2 separate regions of the Zea mays genome follow, and region 1 is linked to region 2. The links are chromatin contacts, called in public Hi-C maps. All regions are on one chromosome and are shown on one strand. The core of a region is the stretch at or near the end of the contact, and the rest is flanking DNA. Distances in the headings are between cores, read along the strand shown.

Region 1 (2,700 bases), core at 150-2,649, 350 kb after region 2:
CACAGGTATCCACATTCCATCCTTTAATACTTCAAGCCCACCAACATCATCTTGTATCAGAAGTGTTATTGCGCCCATATCAGAATGAGATTGTAATCCAAGAGCAAGATCAGGTTGTGGACACGGAGAATAGTAGCTAATAGTAATGTTCTGGAAAACTTCTCCAACCGCCTCTTGTATATAAGATGGTGGTAGGCTCAGATTTTCTGAGATGATGCACAACAATTTTTGAGCAAGATCCTTCATGCTGTTGCTGTATTTTGCAATAGTATCTCTGTAAAAGGTACATGGTGTTATCTCCCGTGTTATAGGCAAAAGTAACATGCTGAATATGGACAGAGACGGAAACATGATGCTTAAATATCTTGTTCTTAGTAAGATGATCACTCATAGGTTTCATAATGATCATACAGTTAGATTCTCCAGACTATAATAACATATTCAGCAGTCATCCCTGTCTAGTATGTTATCAAAGAAACCAATGCAAGGGTGTCACACTAAAGAGTCTATATTTGGATAGAAAATCAAAAATTAAAATCAGAATTCAGAAAACTAAACATCCTATGTGCTTTAGAATTCTTGGTTAGTTGGTCTTCTAGGCTGTGCCACATGACCTGAATAGGCTGAATCTCATTAAGACAGCTCAATGCTCCCCAAACCAATTTCTACGTGTCTCCACATCTGAGCATAAAATCCGTACGTGTATTATGCTTATCAATTCTACCCTCTCATTCATCATTCATGTATGGTTTTGGCATGTACAAACCTGCACTCGTAGCAATTCGTGACTCATCCGGAGATGAACTGAACTGAACAGACATGGAGGATTTTCATGAATCACCTGTAACCGGGGACGAAGTCGGGCCAGCGGGCGGGATCACAGCGGGACTCCGGGAGCGTGTGGTGGTCAAAGTAGTCGCGCCAGTCGAGCACGGAGTCGTCGTTGGCGAGCATGCGGCTGCCGTACCCTTCCGAGGCGGCGCCCCTGGCCGGGTCGCAGGCGAACCGGAGTTTGTCCTCCATGGGCGCGCGGAAGAAGGCGAGCCCTGCCGCGCGCACCGCGTCGAGGAGATCCACCGGCACGCCGTGGCCGACCACGTGAAAGGCGCCCCAGTCCGCGCACGCGGCGCGGACGGCGTCGTCGGCGGTGGAGGTTGAGAGGTCGACGACCGGCACGGAGAGCGCCGCGGCAATAGGAGAAGGCGAGGGGGTTGGTCGGTGCTCAGGCGGCTGGATGTACTGCGCCGGGAGGCGGGACACGCCGGCCTCAGCGAGGGCTTGGACGCGCGCCGGCGCGGCGGTTTCCATCGGAACGGCGGCGGGCGTTGGCAAATTAGGCGACGGTGTAGCCGTGTAGGTAATGGTAAACGCAGTGGTCCGAGTAGACATGTCCACATGCGGCCTCTTGCAAGATTTTTTTTTATTGTATAACCAAGCGAGGACAACGCAAAAATATAGATTTAAATATTTAATTAAATGAAGCAAAAAATATAAATTTAAAAGGGGCGTTGCGAGAATCGAACTCGCGACCTCTCGCACCCAAAGCGAGAATCATACCACTAGACCAAACGCCCTGTTGTGTTCATTAGTTTAATTTGATTATAATTATACAAAATTGATATTGCAGATAAGCTTTTACGTAACAGTATACCATGGGGCTGTCAGTTAACAAAATCATGTGGAGAGCTTCAGCAATCAGCACACAAGTGATGCAATTTTCAGGTCCTAACAAAATCATGTGGAGGCTTCGGCAGAATAGCATATACAGGTTGTTACAATGGTTTTCAGGTCCTGACTGAAACCTAAGATCAGCATGCATTGACTATTGACTGTTACATTTGATCTTATCACGGACAAAAGGTACAAAGTAAAACAGCAACGTCCATTCTCCTTATCAGTACATGGTGAGTATAGGGATGAAGCTCGTGACTAGAGACCCGATGTCACTTCGCAAAAATCACATTCAGCAAGTTGCAAGTTCTGAAGCTGAAAGACCAGCACGAGCTGTTTCGTGTCAGAAGAAAGGCACAAGATCTAACTATCGAAAACCGCAAAGCTGCTGGATTTTCTGAAACTATCTTGAACACGAATGAAAAGAGAGCCAATTCTTCTCATGCCGGTGTTTCTGGAGCAGCAGCACCTTAAAGAGGTGAATTGTGAAGGGGTTTGTCAGAGGAGTCTGTCTGTCCTGCCCTCATACACCTCTTGGGTTTACCACCGGGTACCGCAATTCCTGAGCAACTGAATTCAAAAGGGAAAATAAGGCAGTGACACAGCGTAGCATGGGTAATCAACTTTTGAAGCAGTCAGTAATCTCATTGTCTGACAAGTAATAGCAAGCAAACAAACTATCAGTACGATCTACTGAACCTCTGTCACCGTACAACCGCTTGATTTTTTTTATTTATTTAATTTTTTTTTTTTGCAAAGATCAATCACCTTGTGTCCCGATGAAGAGGACGATGATGTCCAGGGTCTCCTCGTTGCGAGGCAGGTCGATGAGTAGCGGGGTCAGGCGCCCGTAGCGGCCGCCCCGGACGCACATCAGGAGGCGGAAGAAGAAGAGCGCATAGTTTAAGCGACGCGCCATCTCCGCTCTCAGCTCAAAGACGGAGCGGCCCTGGAACTGGAGCGTGCCCCAGTTGTCCGGGAAGTTGCCGTAGTTGTCCGCCCGCACGAACCGTACCGTCCGCTGCAGCA
Region 2 (2,700 bases), core at 119-2,618:
CGCATGGTGTATTTTCATATTGAATATCATATGTATAGTTGTATACATAGGTTTCTCTAGTCCTATGTGGGGCTATGCTTTCAGCTGTAACTTTTTTTTGTCAAAGTAATACATGGATATGTACATCTTGAAAATGGATTGACTAACAAGTTCCCTGAATTATGACCATGTGCTTCAAAAACTGTGTCTAACTTTTGAAAAGAAAACTGTGTGTCCCTTTGTTCGTGTTAACTGCTGATGCAATTGTTTGCTACTAGACAACCTTGAAATGTTGAACGATTTGCATAACCTTGCAACTGAAGGTTGGATGGTGGAAATTCAAACGTTGAACGATTTGCTATTAGTCACTACCTGCCGGTGCTGGATATTGTAGGTTACAACAATACAAGGTGATTATTTTTCCCATCATTAGTTTGTTAACATGACGATCCGAGCTGGTGTAATATGTACCTAATATGAAGCCTAGAGTATCTGGATCTCAAAAATATTCTCTTTGAAAGCGAGATTTTTCTATGGTTTCAAAGTTTCAGAACGATACAACAGAACTTATATACCAGTGTTTTCCTTAATTAGATCTTAACGTGATTATGTAGTTATCAAATCATGTCTAATAAGCATTGAACAATTTCATTTTTTGAGCCATTGTAGAGCATCCGATTGACGCCTAGTCGTTCTGAAGACGGACGCTGCTACGGTTCCTGTATATATTTATTATATTTGTCTTAAATCTGTCCTGTCGGTTCTCCCGTTCTGTGTTGTCATGGATTTCCATTCCGAATTATTAAGTTTGGCGGAACGGTGAAGATGGAACTCACTAAAAATTAGAGTCTTTTTAGCAGGGTTTGGGATTCCTTACAGAAAGCCAGGAAATTTCATGTCTTAATGCCTTCCCCTCCACCGCTGCTCTTTGTTTTACAAGGGCATGTACACCGTAAACTTAAAATCAGGTTTTTAAGTATAAAAGACAACTAATAGACCGTATGCTATAACATTGACCTAAGAAGTAATATATATAGAGAGATGTATAAATGACTTTTTTTATTGGAACCTATCGTAAAGACTTTTTAGTTAGGAATGAATTGAAGGAGATTAAATCTTTACTAGTCAAATTTTGATAGAAAGGAATTTAATCACTTCAATCCCTCGCTGAGATCTAAAGAGTTGTACATGCTCTGAGTTGTTCTCAAATGTAGAATTTGTTTCGCAGACCTTTTAAATTTTAATTAAGCTGGTGAAAAGTTCTCCCTAAATGCGGACTTTAATGCTCGGCATGAAAACTCGTGTGAGTTATGACGTCAGTGTCAGTCAAATAATTAAAGCTGCCTCCGATGCTGGCATCCGCCTAATCCCATCCGCTATATATCGGATCGACGGTCTCCCCGCATGGACGCAGCGAGACTCCGTTGCGCCGCCGCCATCGCCACCGCCACAGCTGTCCCCGCCGCCCGGGCGCTCCCGATTCGCCGCCACCCGGCCTTTTTCCGCGTCCCCGCCGCCGTTGGCCTCCGGTTCTCGTCGTGCCGGATCCCGGTGCCGAGGAGAGCGGCCGCGGCCATGTCGTCGTCAGCGGCGGCGCAGGGGACGGAGCACGAGGCTGACGCGTGGTACGCGGTACCGGGCCTCAGCCTCCGCGACCACCGGTTCGCCGTCCCGCTTGACCACTCCAGTCCCGAGCGCGGGGACACCATCACCGTCTTCGCGCGCGAGGTCGTCGCCGGTAGGTCGCGCTTACCAGCTTCCGCTCACCCGATTGCGATCCGCGCAGTGTTAATGTGGGTGTGTTACGTTGGTTACGTTATGTTTCGCTGGAAGAAATTGGAACGATGTGTAGGTGTGTTATTTGGGAAGTACAGACATAATCCACTGGGTTTGGACATGATCACATGAATCAAGAATCTTAGCAGTGGCTCATCTGTGCTACTGCATCGGGCCAGCCTGCTTAGCTTAATTCTAGGTATATGTTTCTGGCAAACTAGGAGCAAATTTGTTTGGAGAACTGACTAGTTCTTTGTCACCACCAATATAATTGTGTAAACGATGTCGCAGCTTGCAAATGTAAAAGGTAAGAAAGATTTTGGTGAAGTCGCTTCGTGCAACAATTTACATTTAACTGATGTGAGGTATCTACTGGTTTAGGCTTGTATGTCTTCTATGTATGTGAATTGACCCTATCATATTGGACGCTTAGGCTTGAAGTAATGGATCACGATCCAAATGTTTCTTCACAATTCATTTGAGTCCTTAATTAATTTTATTTCAAAAAATGAATATAATAGAGCCTGATCCTAATTTGATCCAGTCCTTAAATTTTATAGTGTAAAATTTAGAGCTCATTACCCTCCTAAATGTATGTGAATTGACCCTTATCATATTGGGAGAGCTAGAACCACTACGTGCTTTAGTGCTTCTGTAGTTATTAAAAATATCAATGACCCTCATGTTTGAACTGTTTCAGCTGGGAAAGAATACATATCTCTGCCTTATTTATTGTACCTACAAGGAGGGCCTGGATTTGAGAGTCCCCGTCCCACGGAAGCAGGTGGGTGGTTAAAGAAAGCTTGTGAAGACCACCGCGTTGTCCTGCTAGATCAGGTAAGAATGCACGGTCGAATTTCTTGGTTAGATCCTGAGTTCTCTCTGTCCTTGTTCTCCCCTTCCCCTTGGATTGGACTGTGTTGACACCCTTCTTGTTTTCAGCGG

Evidence for each region. Hi-C and Micro-C count contacts between places; a contact is called where the count stands out from the background.
Region 1: a Hi-C map of ear shows a contact between it and region 2, with 2.7 times the contacts expected there. The contact joins the promoter of LOC100284095 here to the promoter of LOC100279880 in region 2. A contact is called at or near these places in 6 of 25 Hi-C or Micro-C datasets (bundle sheath, ear, endosperm and 3 more).

Annotation. Positions count from the first base shown.
Region 1 is chr9:18,656,357-18,659,056 of Zm-B73-REFERENCE-NAM-5.0, forward strand. LOC100284095 reads right to left here and starts at 1,400. Exons shown (of 5, transcript NR_182034.1): 1 at 842-1,400; 2 at 1-274. LOC100501793 reads right to left here. Exons shown (of 3, transcript XM_035962467.1): 2 at 2,440-2,700; 3 at 1,688-2,241. The coding sequence ends at 2,195. It overlaps TRNAP-UGG (transfer RNA proline (anticodon UGG)), which reads right to left and starts at 1,574; the gene lies at 1,503-1,574.
Region 2 is chr9:18,310,198-18,312,897 of Zm-B73-REFERENCE-NAM-5.0, forward strand. LOC100279880 (alpha/beta-Hydrolases superfamily protein) reads left to right here and starts at 1,369. Exons shown (of 10, transcript NM_001152833.2): 1 at 1,369-1,717; 2 at 2,456-2,592; 3 at 2,698-2,700. The coding sequence starts at 1,384.